2 separate regions of the Sus scrofa genome follow, and region 1 is linked to region 2. A link is a contact called in public HiChIP or PLAC-seq data. All regions are on one chromosome and are shown on one strand. The core of a region is the stretch at or near the end of the contact, and the rest is flanking DNA. Distances in the headings are between cores, read along the strand shown. Region 1 overlaps EBF2 (transcription factor COE2). Region 2 has its middle 100 kb from the start of CDCA2.

Region 1 (4,808 bases), core at 1,584-4,083, 360 kb before region 2:
GAGCCTTTGCTTCTCTCAAGGCTCCCTTTGTAAGTCACCAGAATGAGGTGGGAAAAGGGTTACCCCTCTAGAGGAGGAGCTCTGAGAGGGGGCACTCGCCTAGGCGTCCGTTTCTTATTGATATTATGCTCTTTTTGGTTACACAAGTGTCCCAGAAATTTGACCACACGTTGGTCTTTAAAAAAAAAAAAGTCCAAATAAATGTTACTTTCCCCCCATCCCTGACAGGAGGGCAAACTACACCTGGGAGGGTGCCACAGAGTAGTAGCTACAAAGGTGGACTTGATTCTGCTAAGACACATTTCAGAATCTTGGTCAGGGTCCTTTTTAGTTAATGGTACCATCCCATGTTTACTTTTGTGTCATCAATTAAAACCCTTCTGGGATGTGGGTTGTTGTTTGGACTGAAGTGTCCCTGCCTTTGGCATCGTGCAGAGGGACAAAATAAGACTGAGTGAGTATCTGGACTATTACCGATAGACTGGCAAACTTTAAGAGTAGCGACGGGGGAGTTCCCACTGTGGCACAAAGGGATCAGTGGCATCTCTGCAGCACCAGGACACAGGGTCTATCCCCAGCCCAGCACATAGGTTAAAGGATTCAGCATTGTTGCAGCTATGGTGTAGATTGCAACTGCAGATTGGATCTGATCCCTGGCCCAGACACTCCATATGTCGAGGAAAGGCCAAAAAAGAAAAAAAAGAAAAAGAAAAAAAAGAGTCGAGGTAGGGAGAAAGAGAAGTGACCTCAAGGGAGAGGCTTATTGGGAATTCAGTGGATGGAGATGGCATTTAGAGCCCTTCAAAATGGGACTTAAGGGAGTTCCGTCATGACTCAGTGGTTAACAAACCCGACTAGTATCCATAAGGACGTGAGTTCAATCCATGGCCTCACTCAGTGGGTTAAGGATCCAGCCTTGCCATGAGCTGTGGTGTAGGGGGCAGACATGGCTCGGATCTAGTGTTGACGTGGCTATGACACAGGCCAGAGGCTACAGCTCCGATTCGACCCCTTGCCTGGGAACCTCCATATGCCTTGGGTGTGGTCCTAAAGAGACAGAATGAAAAAAAGGTACTTAAAATGAGAGAGCTGGGAACATGTTCGCAGCCCAGAAAATAGGCAAGGAAAATGTTTCTTCTCCTGTTCCCCTTCCTTCTCCTCCTTTTACCAGAACAAGTTGGTTGTTTCCGAAACACAACCTAAAAAGGAGAAACTGTAGCATGGGTGAGTGCGAACGAGATTAGCCAAATAATCAATATAAACTATATCACCACCAGTATGCAATTTCCTAGGGAACAACCTCCGGTTACCAGGATGCAGTTTCAGTTGCTTTAATAAATGTAGTTTGCCTTTATCCCTAAGTAGCTCAGCTGATGAACTGACCACTGCTTGTTTAGGGTGTGCAGTGGTGGGGAGAAGGTTGGTAACTTTTGTTACAAACCTGAAGGTAGAGGCTACCTTGGAGATGTATATGCATGTATACACGAATATCTTATAATTTTATATACACACACACATGCATATTTACATATATCTACACACACGAATAAATACATATATATGCACACACATAGACGCATAAAACAAAGGTGACATGCTTATTTCATGCAGGTAACACAATGTTACAGACTGGCGGAGCGTGGGCCGGTAAATGTCTATGCCTCAGTGCCTCTGAGCTCTGCATCCCCACAAGGGGCACTGAGGAGGGGCAGTGAGAACCACCACCCTTGGGGTCTGATGCCTCTGCAGGCCTCAGGGAATATTCTCAAAGGCGACGTGCCCTTCCCTCGAGCAGGCTTTCCGAGATGTCATAAATAAATAAATAACATTTGCCGTTGTTTAGAAATCAATTAATTTGTAAGTTGAAAGGTCAGGCAAAATATTTGGCGATTTCCGAGGCAGCTCTCAAGCTGCAGCGGGCGCCCTGGCAGCAGCTGTCAGGATGGGGCGCTCAGCTGCTCCGCGCCCAGAATTTTCTGCCGGGGGGACGGGTGACCGCTTGATTAGTTGCTACTGGGTTTTGTTCAAGGGAGAGCTCTGCATGGTTGCATTTTAACACCTTCTCCACTAAGCAGGAGGCCAGCACAGGGTGCTAAATTCCTGTCTGTGGCTGTCTGTGAAATAAATCTGTGTGTCGTGCCGTTCCAAGCTGTCAGCAGTGGTTCGCCCTGATGGGCCCCTGAAAGGAGTTTCCTTTCTGTCTGTGGAACAGTGAGTAGCCACTAGGGAGCTGTCTTTAGCTCAGATTTCAGAGTTAGCTCATTAGACCAATAACAGCAGACACTCGCTTCAACATATTCACAAAGTTATATTATGAGAAGGGGAAAAATCGCCTGGGCCAGACAATGCCAATATTTGGTTTCCCCTGCCTCCTGGACCAGCTGAGATGGGAGACGGGAAGACTCCATCACCCCAGCCGCACCCCCCCACCCCCGCAATCCATCCAAGCTCCCCCCCCCCGCCCCCCTTTCCTTTCTGATGTGTGGCCTATCTCCGTGACAAGTTTATTTATCAGAGCAAAGTTCCTTCCCTTGCTGGCTAGGCAGCCGCTCTCGTCCATTTTCTCGTTCCTTCGTAACCAGAGTCTCGGGCAGCAATATCTGAGGTGGAGGACGGCCAGTGAGATGATTATTCCATGTTCTGGCTCTTCTGGCTCGTTCTCTGAATGCATGTTTTTCCTCTTGGCTCTCGGACGTCGGCAACCTCCTCAGATATTTATGGGAGATTCATGACACGAAGCCAGGGACTAAATTTCTGAGTGGGGTGTTTCCCTGCAAAACGGTTTTGGCCCTTGTCCTCTCCCGAGCCGTTCAGCTCCTCTCCAGTAAACACGCCAGGCTTGCTGTACCGCTCTGCCCGCCTGTCACTGGCACACGACCTGCTAGACTCTAGTAGACGTACCACACGGATGCCACTTGTGAAGCATCTCAGAACTCTTTATTTTGGGGGCCCGTGTTTAGAATCACGACTGGAAGGCACGAGACCCAGTCCACATCCAGTTGCCAGGCTTTTGCTGTGTTTGCCCCTCAGTAAAGGCTCTCCACTTCCTTGGTGGTTATTTCTGTGTTAAGCGCTTTCAAAATTTTTTAAAAATCTTTTTTGGATGATGGATATTAGGTCCATGCTGGCTTTACTCTCCTTACAGTTATTTGTCGTTATGATGTGCGATCTGATTTGCGTCTGGTAAGGCTGCTTTTACAGTTACATGTAGATCTGCCTTCAGAATCCCCTGGTGCTCACTCATGTAGAACACACCACATACGTTCATCCTTGGCTGCAGCACAAGGGTGATGCGCTTCTTTCTGAAAAATAAAAATCTCGGGCAAAGTCTGTTCAGCCATTGTCCAGTGACTCAGGAAAAGGAAAGAAAGGACAAAATAACTTTTCTCTTCCTTTATGACAAATTCGAACTCCCACTCCATGTGCTGTCCGCGCTCCCCCCCCCCCTCCGCCCTTCACTCATGGATAACTTAAAAATGGCTCAACTTGAAATTTTCCATGTGTCCAGGAAAGCTCCTGGGACTTCTGAGGATATGTAGGCAGGAAACACTTCAGAACATATAAGCAATCAAAAATTTGTTTTCTGTTTGAGCATGGCGAATAAAATGTCACGAACTCTTTGCCTTAACTATCTTGGTCCACAGTTTCATACACGCGTAGTGTGTTGTTTTTATTTTTGTTTTTGTTTAGTTTTTTTTGGGAGGGGGGGAGCCTGATAAATAGGGTTAAGTGTAGTTTGTTCCTTGGACAGTTAACTATGTATTTCTATATAGAGTAGCTTTTTTTTTTTTCTTTTCTGTTTGGTGTTTAAGGGAACAAATGCCTGGCATATGAAAAATGAAGATGACAAAATGCTGCTAATTTAATACCAGCATTAGAATTTTAAGGCAAAAGGAAAAAGTAAAATGGGAAGCCATAGTTCTTATCCTATTTGCACTCTGCCCTTTTCATAGAGGATTTCCCCCTCACCCCCCAATTAACTACAGTTATCTCAGTGAGGATTGGGGTGGTTAACTGAATATCTTGGGCATCACTTCAGTCTCTCTCTCTGTGCCACCAGCAGGCTGCCTTCTGGCTCTTGGATGCTCAGTTTAATGGGCATATGGGACATGACCTCACTGGGTCCTTCTCAACCAAGGCTTCTCATGGTGATAAAGGCAGAAGGTGTTTGCAATGTCACTGGTCAAATGCAGACTGGGAAGAAGAGGGAGGGGATTCCAGTGAGTGGGGGAGAGAATGTGTGAATGGGGCCATCATGCCCATGGTGGCTTTCTGTAGTCTTCCCAAGGATGGGACATTAGGAAAGTGTCCCTGCCTCTTGCCATATGCTGTAAGTACTGCTTCGTGAAAACAGACTCACACCCGTGTATCACTTAAGTCCATCTGGTACGCGATTTGTGCAAACGAATATTGACCTCGAAGGTCTCCCAGGCCCTGCTGGTCATGACGATTGCATTGGAATCGGGGACACAGTCTCCCAAGTGGATTCAAATATTAGCCTCTGTGAATAGCCCAAATGTAGGACATTTAAAACGATTTCACTTGGAAACTATGCGGCGATATCTTCCTTCTTCAGGGAAAAACGCTGCGATATCTGGTAAAACGATTTTTAAGGGAAACGTACGTGTGTTACTTTTCAAGTGGTACCAGGCTGGGCGAGGTGTTGAATTGGGAGCTGCTTTCCCATGGGGGAGTGTGTGTGTGTGTGTGTGTGTGTGTGCATGCAAAAAGTGGCAAGCATATGGGACAGTGATGGTTCTTTAGGGGGTCAAGATCTGAGTCTGATGCAGGAATTCAGGACAATCCCA
Region 2 (4,836 bases), core at 133-2,632:
ATATCCAGAACGGCAGAGACTGACAGTCATTTCAAAGCCAATCCCAAGAACATTTGTCAGATGTGATAGGTTCCGAGATCTACCCTCTTCTCAAATGCCGTGGATTATCCCGGAATTTTTTATTTGGTTTGCAGTTCTCCTGGCTAGAAGTCCTGATTAATAGGGGACACGAAGCCCTGTTTAGAAAAATTCAATACATTACGCTCTAGTCTAATATATCCTACACAACTCTTGCAAACCCACATTGCAGTGTTCACGTTGACTCCCTCCTCTGGGGGTTTGAGGGGCCAGGAGAGGGGGGAGTGAAGAGAAAGAAACCAGCTTCTTGGCAGCTTCTCAACAATAGTTTCAGCTCCCTATCCCCTCCAAAAAAAAAAAAAAAAAATCTTTTACATAGTTGCTCTAACCAAGAAAATATGCATAGCTTCTGACAGATTGGATAATGTGAAGATTTGAGAAAATTGTGCAATTCCCCTTATTTTCACTTCACCCCCAAATGCTTTGGGTACAAATATAACTTCCACCCACCCACAAGAGTAGTTTCACTTTCTTCCGTTGACCAGTGGGACCAGGGAGCAGTAGTGAAGCTAAGGCACTTCTTTTTAGGCAAGGGACATCAAAATGACGCCCAGTCTTGTCCGGGGCTGCCCCTCTTGGTCACTGCTCAGCTGGAGTGCAATCTCTCTCAGCAGCAGCCCCAGCTGACCCAGCTTCACTGCGATTAGATATTTCTGGACAACACAAGGAAACCTTCCAACTTGTACGTTGGAGAATCAAAAGGAACTTGAATCCCAGAGCATGGTTGCCAAGAAACTCTATATGATGCAGGTGCAAATCATTTTCCCCCTTCTTTTAAATTCAGACTCATTAAAATATGTATTTTGCAAGGGGATTAAATTCAAACATCTGGGAAAGGGGGGGATGTAGCCACAACTCTGGAAATATTTTTTGCACTTGGTTTCACATTTTGATTGTCTCGTTTCTTTCAGGTTGGGGGTAAGAGGCTGCATGCTGGTGGGATGACAGAAAGGGGCAAGGAGAGAGTTGGAAAATGACTTCGAAGGGCCCCGGACTTCATCAGCAGCCGTAATTGTGGGAAAGTAACCTGAAGATGCCAAACAACAGGAAATTACCAGAAGAATCTGTCAGCACAATCAGCTGCTATTTTCATTGTTCTTTGGCAAATTTATACACAGTCGGGAACACCTGGGCTGGCCTGAAGCCCAGGTTTGACTAATTGCCAGGGGAGAGGAGTCGTCATTTGTCTTCGGAGGGATTTCCTCCGTTCGCTCCTCAAAACATGTGGTTTCACTTTTCCCCTCTCTCCGCAGGAAATGGCAGGACAGTGAGACGCAAAATAAATGAGTTCACTTCCAAGAGGTTGCCTCCTAAGAGGCCACTCCAAAAATAACTGTCTTGTGAGAGGTTGTTAATAACCAAGATTCTATATACTGTCCTCAGAAAACAACATTTCAAAGGCACCACAATTTCCACCCCCCCACCCGCCCCTTCTCCTTCCAAACACCGGGCACATTAAAAACACAAGCCATGGGAGACAGAGAAGTCATCTGCAGTCTTCTGCGGGGGGCGAACGTCGCTCCGCTCTCTCTTTGGCAAAGCCTCTCTCGTTGGAGGATCACCTCACCCAAATCCTCTTCCCTGACAAGTGCAAGGTGAGATGGAATAGTAAGGGACGTCAGAGCCTGGTCTCCCTTGCTCTCCTCTGCTGCCCATCACCCACCTCCCTCTGATACCCTGCATCTCAGCTTCCCGGTGGGGACCAAGGGAGATGCCTCAAAGGCCCGGGCTGAGCCCTGCTCACCTTTGCTGCCCTGCGCCTGGCATGGGGTTGGTGCCAGATCGGTATTTGTCGGATGAAGAACACCAAATCACCTGCTTTGTGGCCAGCATCCCAGGAATGGGTGTAGATATTCCTAAATGTCTAGAGCTTCAAGAGATCACCTTTTTACGAGAACCACCTGCCGGAGTGACAGGCTTCTCCCCTAACCTCTCTCCATATTTTTATAGGTTCACATACCACTCCAAACACACGCAACTTCTACCTCAGACCCCTCTCATTATTCCAAGCTCTGGCTGAGATATCCTATTTGGGTAGCAAAGTCATCTTTTATATTCCTTCTTGAAGCCAATGGAGCTTTCTAACTTAATTGCCCAGTATTTTAAATGTGCTGATGGGGAAATGTCACAGGGACAGTATGTTTCACGTTGAAATGCACCTCCGCCTTTGGTCTACTTTCACCTGCGTTGTGTTCAACCTTTCCCGTGATTTAGGGGCTCTGGCGTCACGTCAGCAAAGAATCAACTGCTTTTCCTTTCTTTCCTTCTTTTTTTTTTTTATAAAGCATTTAGAGCATGCGGCAGATCATTACTACCCTCCGTGAAGCCAGCAACATTTGGGTTTGATTTGGTTTCAGTCGCAGACCCCTTCCTCAACGTCCAGCGGCACTGTAATTCTAAACTGACCCACCGTCCCCCTAGCAAAGGTGAAAAAATGTTATGGAGCGTTTTACAACCCACAGCCCATCACTCATGCCGAAAACACTGGGAGAGTTCAGACTTGGCTTATTTTTGCTAACTTGGAGCTGTTCTGACATGTTTATTTGTTTAATTTGTTTATTTTGACTAGCTCTGATTATAATTGGCAGCAGCGTGTAGCATTAACATTAGACAGTGTCTTAGACTTGTCTGTTACAATGATGCAAAAAGAATGTGAAGGAAAATCTACCCACTGCAGAACAATAGCAGGCAGGCAGGCAAACTACAGGAGACTTCTTCCACAAAAAATAAATGCAACCTTGGTTTTCAATTGTATTTAAAAATTTGCACAACAACACGAATGATACTTGAACATCAATATTTCTTTTACCCAATGAATCTGCCCCCTCTGTAAGATACTTGTGCAACAGTTACTAAAAGTGGATTATTTAATCTAACCTTTGGATTTCTTTTGGGGGGGGGTATTTTTTTCAATTGTTCTCTGGGCTCTTTACAAAGAAAGGCACAATAATTATTTGATAACACTCCAGTAATGTTGGGATGATCCCATAGTAGCCAATGTAGTTTATGGTTGAAAATGTACTTTCTGCATTTGTTGCCTCAAAACCCCTGAACGATGAGTTTACATGGCAAACAGAAGTTGATCTGAATTAGGCAACTTCCCCTGGATTTCTGTCGTATTTGCCAAAACAATGGTCGTATCCCCCCAACATTCTTCTCGGTACTTGTAAGGGTCTACATATAGCCTGTTTCACAGGGCTGATCCACACTCTATATATAAAAAATATATGACCCATTTTTAAAGGAAAAAAAAAAATCCGTGTTCATTGTTCAGCCAGACCACACATGGAAGTCCCTGTGTCCTTTACGAGCCTTAGTCCTAAGCCCGTTAACAGTGCCCTGTTCCCCCAGCCTCATCCCTCGCCCGGGAGTGGAGTTAAAGACTGCGCTCCTAGGCGTGCCTGAGAGGACATCTGGCCACAGCTCCTTGGAGGGGAAAATAAGGAATCAGTTCATCTATACATTCTACTGCCAATTATGCACAGAGCGCAAACATGCCTTGCTCACATTTATTATCCCATAAATATTTTCCCCATGCGCAGTATGGTATATTGGAACGCCATATGCACTCTGAGACGGGGGCCAAGTTCAGGTTGCCGTATCTACGCCAAGCAGCCCAGAGGTCTCTGCAAGGAATACTTGCTCTACGAAGCCTGGAGTCTCTGGGCAATTGATCCCTCAGCTTCGACTTTGACTTCCTTTTAGCTTAAATCAGACGTCTTTGGGGCAAGGCAACCCACCCTAAGAGTGTGTGAGTGGCTAGTTACACTGCACTTCCCCTGGGGAGTTCCCGCTTGGGCTGTGTTTGAGGCACCAGCTTATGCTATGGAAGGGAACTGGGAAGAGACATTTCTCTTAGGAGGCTCTGGAGTGTTCTTGATAGGAAGCTGCAAATACATTCTTTTCTGCCCTCAAGTTCAATGACCAAAAAAAGGAACCGTGCAGCTCTAAGGTCGGGGCTAAGAGATCTGGCATTAAGATCAGTTTAACAAATACTATACGGATATAAGCATACGACTGGCTTAGAGACTGGATCTTAATTCTTCCCTCCATGAAAAAGAAATGATAATGATGTGACATGATGGAGGTGTTAGCTAACTCGACAACGGCAATCATACTGCGATGTACAAATGTGTCAAATCAACATGCTGTACGCTTTAAACTTACACCTGATATGTCAAATATATTTCAACTTTAAAAAAAAAATGCATGGAAAAAGAAAAGAGCCATGCAAAGTTCTGCCCTTCCCAAACTGCACTCTGAGTTTCCCAAGAGCAAAAGCAGGGGGAGCTGCAGGAAGGACATAAATCCCCAACTGGCAGCCAGCAGTGCCCGTGGCTCTCACAGTCCATTTTCACTATGCTGAACACTTGTGGGATGAGCAGTGACCCAGACAAGCTTCTGGAAGAAGTGCCTTGAGGGGACGAGTGAAGCGGGTGGAGGGCCAGGTAAATGTCACATGTGCAGTGGTGCTCCAGTGTTTGGTGAAAACACAGCCCAGGATGTGCGATGGAAATGTTGTGAAATTGGGTTATGATTGTGTACAACTATATATGTAATAAATATTACATATATATAGTTGGTTGTGTACAACTATATATATAATAAAATGCAGAGTTTAAAAGAAAGAAAAGAAAATACAGTCGAGGGGTACAGACAGAGATCAGAACACCATTAATCCTACATCTCAGGTTTGATGTGTCAGCAGGTCTGACAATGAAGACCCACCATCTGGACTGAGAACTCTTCCGATTCATC

Evidence for each region. HiChIP or PLAC-seq counts read pairs in DNA pulled down with a chosen protein or histone mark.
Region 1: a contact with region 2 is called in an H3K27ac HiChIP or PLAC-seq map of skeletal muscle, with 8 times the contacts expected there. The contact joins two enhancer-like sites. A contact is called at or near these places in 2 of 47 Hi-C or Micro-C datasets (embryonic fibroblasts and heart right ventricle) and 1 of 2 datasets of contacts at active chromatin or transcription factors (skeletal muscle).

Annotation. Positions count from the first base shown.
Region 1 is chr14:9,984,511-9,989,318 of Sscrofa11.1, reverse strand. All of the region lies in intron 6 of EBF2 (transcription factor COE2), which reads left to right. Among named protein-coding and RNA genes, the nearest start is that of EBF2, 41 kb to the left of the region's middle. Within about 2 kb of position 2,833, at least 13 of the 83 cell types and tissues checked have an H3K27ac peak or open chromatin away from gene starts, as enhancers often do. A contact at or near this core is called in skeletal muscle, where this site is marked.
Region 2 is chr14:9,620,172-9,625,007 of Sscrofa11.1, reverse strand. No RefSeq gene overlaps it. Among named protein-coding and RNA genes, the nearest start is that of CDCA2, 100 kb to the right of the region's middle. Within about 2 kb of position 1,382, at least 6 of the 83 cell types and tissues checked have an H3K27ac peak or open chromatin away from gene starts, as enhancers often do. A contact at or near this core is called in skeletal muscle, where this site is marked.